2 separate regions of the Mus musculus genome follow, and region 2 is linked to region 1. The links are chromatin contacts, called in public promoter capture Hi-C maps. All regions are on one chromosome and are shown on one strand. The core of a region is the stretch at or near the end of the contact, and the rest is flanking DNA. Distances in the headings are between cores, read along the strand shown. Region 1 overlaps Chd6 (chromodomain helicase DNA binding protein 6). Region 2 has its middle 12 kb from the start of Tox2.

Region 1 (5,348 bases), core at 1,709-4,208:
TCTGTATCCATTCCTTTGTTGAGGGATATCTGGGTTCTTTCAAACCCATATTTCAAATGGGCTATTATCAAAACTTATTTTTAATGATGATTCTAAAATGCTTTAACTTCCCTTGTAGCCTATCACCCACCAGAGGTGGACCTGTTTAGAAATAGTTCTTTGGAGCAACTCCTCCCGTCTATGTTGTCTGGAAATCAGCAGTTCAGTTCACAGGTTAGCAGTGGCAAACACTTCACACCAGCAGTTCAGTTCAGTAGAGTCGGGATACCAAACACGAATCAGCAGCAGTGGCACCACCTAGCAGAAATAGCCAGCCCTCAGCCTCGGCTCAAGTCAGCAGGAGGGATGCCAGAAGTTCTTAGCTATGCCTCTCTCAGAGAAGCAAAGATCAGCAAAGACTTGAGATCATAAGCATTGCACAGCTAGCTCTATCAGCAAGCCAAGCTCAGCCTCCCTCACTGTCGAGTCATATTTATACACTCCAAACATCCGTCTCCGCCACGGGTCTTACCACTCAGCACAGGTCTTGCCTCAGCACGTGCGTCTGTCTCAACTGACATCACTGTGCCAATCAGACCCAGTCCACAGAAGCAGCAAGAAATTGCAGCACACCACCAGAAGTTTTTTGGTCCCTTTCCCTCTATGGAGTCCCAACAAATGCAGCTCAACTACACAGTGTAAGACAGACCAATATATGTGTGTTGTTAGCAAAGGATCCTTCATCACATGTCCTTTCACATGCTTGTTTTAGCAGAACATCCTTTCTCCTGTGTCTGCTTGAGCAAAACATTACTTCACCGGTCTGCCTTAAGTCTTTCAATTGTGTGCACATCAGCTAAACATTCCTTCATGTGTTTGCCCCAGCGAAACAACATGTAACCGACTTTATAAAGAACCCTTAAGTTTCCACTTCAGTGGTCCATGCTACCACAAGGGCCATGTTGGTGTCCTTGATCCTGTTTTGAGGCTAGGGGGCCATGTGGATGTCTGTGGTCTGTGCTGCCACTAGAAGCCATGTTGGTGTCCATGGCCCAGCAGCAGCCTGGGTCAGGTTGATGTCTGTGGTCCATGCCATAGCCAGAAACTATGTGAAGTCCATGGTCAGTGCTGCTGCTGCTGACTGTAAAAGGACAAGGAAGCTTCTTTTGCAGTGGTGGTGATGGCTGCAGACTCGCAGTTGAGAATGAGAGACATAGAAGACTTGTATGACAACCTCTCTCTCCCCTTGCACCTCCATCCCCCAGCCCCAAAGAAATGGTCTAGAAAGGAAGCCATTGAATAGAACTCTTCAAAAATTGTGATAGGGATGTTGAAGTGTAGCTCTTCATAGTTGGTGGCTTCTGGTGGGGGTAGGGCTGGAGAAGGACTCAGTTTTCTTTAAGGGGGCTGGCCACTAGGAATTTGACCATGCCTTATAGTGAGTATATGGGCAACATAAACTGGCCTTGGTATTTTTTTCTTCTTTCTCTCTTTTTTTTTGGGGGGGGGGTGGGTGGTGGTGGTGGTGGACCTGGGAGAACTGGGAAGAGTGTGTGATAGGGTACATTATTTGAAGTTTTCAAATAACCAATAAAAATATTATGTCCAAACAAAAACCCACAGTACCTACTAAAGAGGTATCTGATTTTGTTAGCACAGTGATACTCAACCTGTGGGTCAGGACCTTTTGGGGACTGTCAAATGACCCTTTTGCAAGGATATCCTGCATATTGGATGTTTACATTTCAATTCATCACCAGCAAAATTAGTTACAAAGTAGCAACACAAATAGTTTTATGGTTGGAGGTCACTACAACATGAGGAACTGTATTAAAGGAATGTTGAGAACAATTGTGTTAGCATTTCAGGGAAAATATTTTTTTTAATTGGGTATTTACTTCATTTACATTTCCAATGCTATCCCAAAAGTCCCCCACACGCTCCCCCACCCACTCCCACTTCTTGGCCCTGGCATTCCCCTGTACTGAGGCATATAAAGTTTGCACGACTAATGGGCCTCTCTTTCCTCTGATGGCCTACTAGGCCATTTTCTGATTCATATGCAGCTAGAGACACGAGCTCCAGGGGGGTACTGGTTAGTTCATATTGTTGTTCCACCTATAGGATTGCAGATCCCTTTAGCTCCTTGGGTATTTTCTCTAACTCCTCCATTGGGGGCCCTGTGGTCCATCCAATAGCTGACTGTGAGCATTCACTTCTGTGTTTGCTAGGCACCAGCATATAAGAGACAGCTCTACCTGGGTCCTTTCAGCAAAATCTTGCTAGTGTATGCAACGGTGTCAGCGTTTGGAAGCTGATTATGGGGTGGATCCCCGGATATGGCAGTCTCTAGATGGTCCATCCTTTCATCACAGCTCCAAACTTTGTCTCTGTAAATGGTAGGGTTAGGGCAATAGACAACATGGAGTATAGAGAGGTCCTTAGGGAGGCTCTTTCAGACAGGAAGTGATGCCAAAGTGGGTGGGAATAAACCAAAGTGTGCTGGGGAGGAACAACATGATTTAGGAATTACAAAACAGTTACAGGTAAGGGAGACCAAAAAGAGTTTAGGCTGAGAGGCAGGTTGCAGACCACTGCTCTCCAACAGGAGCATAGGCATGCAAACAGGTGGTGCTTTTGAGGTTAGTTCTCAGGACTTGAAGGGGTGCCTGTGATCCCTAGCTAGACCGGCTGGGATTAGGCTGGGTACATCTGCATAAAGATCAGAAGCAGGCTTGGATTTAGAAGTGCACAGTGGTCATTGTGTAGAGAAGCTTGGGTGTTTAAAAGAATTTTCAGGAGACTTTGTGGGGTTGAGTGGATTAAGTCCTGGAAGCCGAGACATTTGAGAGGAGCCTGTAAAGGGAAGCTGAGCTCAATCAGAATTGGAAAAAAAATCTTCAAGAAACCCGTGGTTAGGAGCCCCGCTCCTAACCCGAGAAGCTGTGTGCAGTTGATAGCTGCTAGGAGAGCGACAGTCTACTTTCTCCGTGGACTGCCGGTTACATCAGCCCCGCTCCAGACCGCATGCCCACAGGCCAACACAAAACAGCTCCACCTTTTCTTTTCTTTCTTTTTCTTTCTTCTTTTCTATTTTTCTTTCTTTCTTTTTCTTAGAAAATATGAAGTTGGAGGGCAAAGAATATAATCAAAGTATACTGTGAAATTTTAAAAACATTTATAAAAATTTTAAATTAGCCTTCTTAATGTACAGAATAGTATAAAATGTTCCCAAACACCCTATCTCTTATCCCACAAAAATTCTCTATTAACATCTTGTATTAATTTGATTCATTGTTTAATGATGAGTGAATGTTCATATGTTAAATCCATAGTTTAGAGTGTACACTCTTTGTAAGAGTATTTCCCCCACACCCCAAAGAAAACAGTAGGATGAGCATTCTGAAGCAGGAAGCGAATGAAAGGAGGAGGACTGGGTGGTGTGTATAGATAGGGTTTGTTACAGTTGCTACTATTTTGAGTTGAACATGCTTCTTTGCTGAAACAAGAGCTACAGAAAGTGGGAAATTAGTGATTTTTTTTTAAAACTAGGGGAAATGAACCTCTCATTCAATAAATGTTCGCTAAGCATTTCACTACAAGCCCATGAGAGTCTAGCTCCTAGGAGTATAGCATGAATAAAGTGGCTAACTTTCCTGTGTTGTATACAGAAGACAGCTGTAGTAAACTCAGAACCCAAAAGCAGAATGACAGAGAAAAACAAGCCTCAAGAGCAGGATTACAGTGAGACGAGAGATTGAGGATGGGGAGGCACTGTTCCTCTTAGACAAGAAAAGACACTCTGAAGAGACAGAGACTCTAGAATATAATGAAATGGAGCCGAGGTGATTGGCCTCTGGCCGTTTGCAAAGTAATACATACACTAAGCTTGAATTTAATGCTTTGTATAACAGAAGTGCCCCCATCCAGTAGTTCTCACCATTCATATTTATTACATGCCTAAGGGTTATAAATTTGTGCTAAAAAACTTAGTCTCTTCATTTTAAAATCTTTCAACTCCTATCAAAGTTCACCCCCTACCATGGTCATTATACTTTGGCCCTTTATCATTCTCTTTGACCTGCTTCAAAACACCTTCCTCCTGGAGACTCTCTGTCACCATTGTCAGGGGTGGACGCCCAGGGACTAGTCCTCTGGAGTGCTGCCACCTTATCTGACCTTAAGGGTTGTCAGCACTTATAGCTGTCATAGAGTTTTTATTCACTGTGTGACAGATGCCATAGATTGTCATCCTCTTTAATTCTCCTGACCCCTCTGGGGCAGGTGTCCCCATTTGACAATCTGTGAAACCTCTGGAAGGGATCTTCCATAATCACTCCCAGACATTGGTTTTGAACTCTGATTTTTGGCACTTCAAATTCTTGATATTTAATAACACCTATAATTTGCTTCACGTCCAGTGTGATATAAGTAACTTTGTCCACTTTGTGTCTCAAGGGCAGATACGCGATGTCTTAGCTCTTTTTCTCTGGCTGACAGTTCAGTGTACGTCCTGTTTCATCTAGGGAAGGAAAAGCTGCAGGAGCTTGAAGACTGCTGGTCACTCATCATCCACAGATCAGGAAGCAGCAGGGGGAACACAGGCCAGTGCTCGCTTTCTCTGTGTTCCGCAGTCCAGCGTCCCCTGCCCAAGGAATGGAGCCACCCACAGTTCATATGGCTCTTCCTACATCAGTTAATGTAATAAGGTCACTCCTCACAGGCGTGCCCAGAGGCCCACTTCCCAGGTGGTCTAAATTCTGCCAACAGTTGTCAACACTAATGATCACAGGTAGAATGGGAAGCTGAGGTAGCTGAGGGGTCCTAAGTGCTGGGTCCTCATTGTGACCGAAATCCAGGTTCTTAAACTGAGGTGCTGTGTGACTGAATGAGTGTTCTGACATGTATAAGTTATGTTGTTTAATTAAGTGTTGAGATTCTGAAATTACTATTTGATTTGTTCTTCACTGAGTCACGATCTAATCACAACTTGTGAGTTCTGGTGACACAGCAGCAGAGGCCGTAAAACCTTTTCTGTGTGCGGAAGCACAAACCATTCCTGGTGCACGGCATCCAGCTTTACAGAAAGATGAGGTCCAGGGTTTCTGTGTGTGTGTTTTGTGTTTTGTCATCAGAAAGCCTTTTAAAAAGTAGGGGTAGTTTCAAAGAGGATGTTTATAGATTGTAAGGTGTTTAGGAACTGTACAGTGTTTTGAAGTGTCCATTCAGCACTTACTGATGTTATTAATTGCTGCTATTTTGTGGGGTGGTAGCATGCAGGTTGGTGGCAACCTATAGGGCATCCAGAAATGAACTAACAGTAATGATTTTAGGCTTTCCCAGGGTTCTTTTCAGTGTACTGGAACAGT
Region 2 (5,348 bases), core at 1,622-4,121, 2.1 Mb before region 1:
ATCCTAGCCCTTCCTTCCAAATCAGAAGCCCCAGTACGGATGGAAGAGAGGTGCTCCAATGGCTTCTTCTCTCTGGTGCCCAGCAGGCCCAAGGTAGACCATCTGAAGGGATGGGTACTGCACATGTATGTGTGGGGGAGGGGAGGTTCTATTCTTAGTGCCTAGGAAGTAAGCACTGGGAGGGTTAGAAGCAGGCTAACACCTGAAGGATGGCTGGAGATGGAGGACAAACTCCTTTTCAAAACAACTGTACTCCATTTGTCTGTTTTGTGTGTCAGGGGTTTGTGGCAAGCACGTGGAGGTCAGAGGACATGTCCTGTTTCTTTTACTTAGCCCCCAATTTTTATTCCCATCTCCAAATCAAAAATTGATATTGGTGCTATTAACCCACTTGTACATATTGGAAATCCCATTTTCTTCCACAGTAGTATGGATCTTTTAACCTTACAGCTTCTTTTCAACTATAGAAGTGTTCCCTTCTTGTGCCATTTAATCTGTCAATCTTTCCCTTCTGTTTTTATTTTTTCTGAAGATCGCTAAAATATTCCCCTTTGTCTCTTCTACCCTGTGCGGATTATTTCTGTTTCCTTTTCATCTTTGATCTATTTGAAGTTTATTTTGCAGGGGAGACAAGAAAGCTTCATTCCTTTCTTTTATCCAAACGGCTAGCCAATTTAAAATTTAAATACAAATTAGTGGACAATTTATTGTTTCCTGCCCAGACGCAAGCCCTACCTTCATAACTGCTGAGTAAGCACCCGGAACAGTCCATGCCTAACACCAGTTCCCTGACTTCCATTTGTATCCACTTCCAATACCACATAACCTGCTAAGTAGGTCAGGCAAATGTCACTCAAGGTCATATTTCAGACGATTCCCTTCAGTTCTTTCAGATTCATAATCAGTTTGTTAAGTTCCCACAGATCCGCGAGAAACATTCTAACTGAGGGATGTGCTGTGTAGCTCAGTGGGAGAGCATTTGCTTAGTGTGCACAGAGTCTCGAGCACAGGAGGACTTGAACTCAAGACCAGGTAGATTGTGCATCCTTACTAGACCAAGTCTTCCTTAAGATCTGGCTGTTTAGCAACATCCCACCTTATTTCTTTCTGTGTTGGTTTTATAACCTGTATGGAAACCTATCCTCTGATTCTTGGTTAATGATTGATGTAGGAGGTAGGTAGAGCCATCTCTGGGCAGGTGGTCCTGAGTTGTATAAGAAAGCAGGCTGAGCAAGCCACGAGGAACAAGGAAGCAATCAGCACCCCTCCGGAGTCTCTGCTTCAGTTCCTGCCTCCAGGTTCCTGACCTGACTTCCTTCAAAGATGGACTCTGACAAGAAGGTTGAAGCTGAAAGAAACCCTTTCCTCCCCAAGTTGCTTTTGGTCATGGTGTTTTATCACCACAATAGAGACCCCGACTAAAACATTTTGCATGGAGATCACTTATTTTTTCGTGAAGACCATTCTGGAGCTTATTTCTGGAAATATCCTGGAAGAATTCTTGACCCTCAGGATACCACACACTCTCTCTCCCTCCCTCCCTCCCTCCCCCTTCCTCTCCCCCACCCCAGGCCATTCCTTCTGCACCGATTGCCCTGTTTCCTCCTCTGACTTCTGGAGACATTGGTTAAGTTGACCTCTGGCCTTAAAATCAGGTATGGTTGAGCACACCTGCAGTTATTCAGGAGCCTGCGACAGGAGGATGGATCACTTGAGCTCAGGAATTTAAGGAGCTTGAGTAGTGTAGTAAGACCCTGTTTCACTAAAACAAAAACAAACAAGCAAAAACACAGTTGAAAAGTAAAGTCTCCATGTTGGTCCATTGACTGTGTGAAACAGCAATGCAGCAGCAACACTTAGCAGGAAGTTGCGAGACTTCGGAGAGTGGCCTCTCCTGCCCTTGGCCAAGTGACTCCGGGAGCAGTTCAGTCCTGGGTTCAACACCTACCTTCAACCAGCACTTAAGTTCTGACCCGGGGAAGGTGTCTCTGAGCCTCCACTTTCATGTCTGCAAAATGAAGAAAATAGTGGTCAGACGTTGGCAAGATCCATTCACTCATTCAGCAGTGTGTGAGTGTATGAGTATGTGTGTGTGTGCATGAGTTCATGTACGGGCACGTGTGTGCATTAGTGTGTGTGTGTGTGTGTGTGTGTGTGTGCTCATGTGTGAGTGTGTATGAATACTTGTGTGAGTGTATGTACACATGTGGTGTGCAAGAGTGTGTGTGAATATGTATGTATATGTGTGTGTGCTTATACATGTATGATATATATATGTATATGTGTGTGTGTGTGTGTGTATAGAGGGGGGGGCAGGGGAGAGCGTTTATAACATATTCAGCACCATTTTAAACAGAAGGCCAGGCACTAGCAAAATAGAAACCACGCCTTACTTAAACTTGTACCCGGTGAACAAGATTACAAGTGCTAATGAAAACTGCAGAGGGGAAGAAGCAGGGAATGGCGTGGGTCAAGATGGAGAAGGCAGGACACTCGGGGAAGGGCTCTGCTAAAGTAGCACTTGGCTGTAGCAGGCTGGTGGCCTGTCCAGGGACATCACTTGGGTGCTACTATCAAGAGATCAGTGGGGCAGGTTAGAGGGGCCAGAGAAGCCATGGAGTGTGAGAGCAGGAGAAGGTCTCCAAGTATCTTCAAAATACTCTGGAAATATTAAGAACTCAGTTACCACTGGAGAAGCCGCCATTAAGATTTAGAACTGGAGGGATGGGGGTGGGGTGTGAGGAGGGACGGGGCAGGGGCAGAGTTTAGCCAAGATCTGACATGGGCTTTAGAGTGCCCTGTGAGTTCTTGTCACAGTCACATACTGCCTCCTGGTACTGGGTCACTCACCCAGGCAGAAATCTACTGTGATGGGCTGAGTGACAGATACGTTCAGGAGGAAGCCTTTGTCCTTGTAGCCAACTCTATCCGAAGGAAGTAAGGATCGTTCAGTGCCCCTCAAACTCTGGCCCACCCAGGGTCCCCAGGGGGGTGGCTGTACCCCTGCTCATAAGTTATGTCTTGTCAGATCCTAACAAATTAAATAGCTTAAGTGCAAAGTGCAGGCTGCCCCAAACAGCCACTCACTCCTGGAGTCTGTTCCCATTTCCTTCTGGCTCCCCAACCTCAGCACTGGCCTTTGGGGTTTTGTCAGGAGAGGGTTAAAGCTGTGAGGACTGGAGTCTTCTCTCAGGAGATTGGAATGTGGAGGGGCTGAGCTGGGTAGGCCTGGTGGTCCAGGGCTGAGCAAGGCCATTGTTATAGAACAAGTGAGCCCCAGGAACAGACCCCCGGCCTCTAATTATGGGACACTTGTGTCTTCTCTGGCTGTGAGGTCTTTGTGACTGTTAGCATAAGAACCTACGAAGTTCATGAGGCTTGCCTCGGTTCTGACTTGCCCTAGGCTGCAGTGCTAGAAAAGTGTGAAGAGGAAAAACTGTTAACTGGGGCATCATAAAAGACAGCCCAGAGATTCTTGTTTTGGGTCACAGTGGAATTGCCCAGATACTTGAAAATGTAAAGCCAGGCTCTTGGATTTGATTCGGTGGATGGGGGTGGGGAGCGGGGAGGTGGGGGAGGAAGCTGTTTTGTTGTTGAGATTCACAGGGACTGCTGTGGAAGACAGACAGGAGCCCAGCTGCTGCGGGGACACTTCCTAAATTCTCACTCTTGGTCCTATACACTCTCATGTAGCGTGGTGAGCCCTGCATGTCAATCAACACATCCTCCAGCACCGACCTGCCCCATAGCAGTTTCCACCTGTTCACCTGCACAGCCACACCCCTGAGCACACAGTCTCAGACCAGATGGGAAAGGAGAAAGCAGGGGCAGAAACCTGGAGTGGAGAGGGTGAAATCTGAGCTCTGAGCAGACGTGAAAAATGGCGGGGAGGACAGGGGGCTGATATCTCCACCCTCTGTAAACCTCTACCAATATCTACATCCACGGTAAAAATGAATCTTAATATCCTTTGCATGGAGTTGAAGTGGGGGCCTCGCTGTATATTCTACTTATAAGTCTCTCGTCAGATATATTTTCTCCCACCCTATATACCTCCACTTTGTTTTTTTAACTGTATTTGTGTGTGGTGTGTGCATTTATGTGTGGAATATAAATACATATGTGTGCCCATACACGTATGCGCGAGGCCAGAGGCCAGCTTCCTCTGTTGCTTTCATCATCTTATTTTCTCTCACTGAATCTGGAACTTGCTGCCTGTAACAGCTAGCTGGGCTAAGCAGTGCGTGCCAGGGGTCTGCCTGTCCTTACTCTCCACCCTTAGCACTGAGGTGTCAAACATGCCCTGTATTTGTACATTGCTGCTAAGGATCCTACCTCGGGTCTCATGCTTGCCTAGGAAGCGCTGTATCTGCTGATCTGACTCTCTGGTTTCTGTGGTCACTCTTTTGGTGGTCTCTGTGACAGGAACATTTCAGGTTTAAATTCTTTTTCTTGCATTTATTTACTGGGGGAGTGGATGCCACAGAGCATTGTGGAGGTCAGCGGTCAACTTGCAGGTGACTGCTCTCTCCTTCTCCCATATGGGTCCCAGGGAATGAACTTGGGTCATGCCTGATGTCCCTTGATGATATAGACTGTGACCCGGAAGTAAACGCCAAATAAAGCCTTTTCTCACTTAGCTGCTTTTGGCCAGAATGTCTTACTACCGCAGCAGCAGGGAAACTAGAATACTGTGTAGAACACTTTAGAAAAACAAAGATTTCTCTCTTATGGTTCTGGAGCTGGGCATCTGAGAGATGCTGTGGTATCAGAGTTTCTCACTGTGTCCACGGGCTAGCCCGGGTGTCTGCTCCTTTGCTAAGTCTATCATGGCCTCTGCTAACTCTACTTATTTCCCTCAGCCCCCCCCACCCCCTTAAATGACACTAGTAAGTAGATTTAGGGATTAGGTCCCCCACAGGTGACATTTGGAAGGCACACTCAAACCACACCATTCTGTAAGGTCTGTAGTCTCTGCTCTGCTTCCTCTCTGAAATCTCTGCTTGGCTACCTTAGCAAGTACTAAGGAAATAGTAATATTAATAATATTGCCTGCCCCTGACCAATAATCCTCCCATCCTTTACCTTGGGATTCTGTGTGATATGTCAACATCTCTCTCTCTCCCTCCCTCCCTCCCTCCCTCTCTCCCTCTCCCCCTCCCTCCCTCTCCCCCTCCCTCCCTCTCTCCCTCTCTCCCTCCCTCCCTCTCTCTCTCCCTCTCCCCCTCCCTCCCTCTCTCTCTCCCTCTCTCCCCCTCCCTCCCTCTCTCCCTCCCTCTCTCCCTCTCTCTCTCTCTCTCTCTCTCTCTCTCCCTCTCTCCCTCTCCCTCTCTTTCTCTCTCATACAC

The links. Promoter capture Hi-C pulls out the DNA fragments that hold promoters and counts their contacts.
Region 2: a contact with region 1 is called in a promoter capture Hi-C map of stem cell-derived epiblast-like cells, with 4 times the contacts expected there. The contact joins two enhancer-like sites. A contact is called at or near these places in 2 of 39 promoter capture datasets (hippocampal neurons and stem cell-derived epiblast-like cells) and 1 of 115 datasets of contacts at active chromatin or transcription factors (embryonic forebrain).

The regions. Positions count from the first base shown.
Region 1 is chr2:161,063,866-161,069,213 of GRCm38.p6, reverse strand. All of the region lies in intron 1 of Chd6 (chromodomain helicase DNA binding protein 6), which reads left to right. Among named protein-coding and RNA genes, the nearest start is that of Chd6, 43 kb to the left of the region's middle. Within about 2 kb of position 2,958, at least 24 of the 459 cell types and tissues checked have an H3K27ac peak or open chromatin away from gene starts, as enhancers often do. A contact at or near this core is called in stem cell-derived epiblast-like cells, where this site is marked.
Region 2 is chr2:163,188,109-163,193,456 of GRCm38.p6, reverse strand. No RefSeq gene overlaps it. Among named protein-coding and RNA genes, the nearest start is that of Tox2, 12 kb to the left of the region's middle. RefSeq lists an enhancer at 1,921-4,794. Within about 2 kb of position 2,871, at least 42 of the 459 cell types and tissues checked have an H3K27ac peak or open chromatin away from gene starts, as enhancers often do. A contact at or near this core is called in stem cell-derived epiblast-like cells, where this site is marked.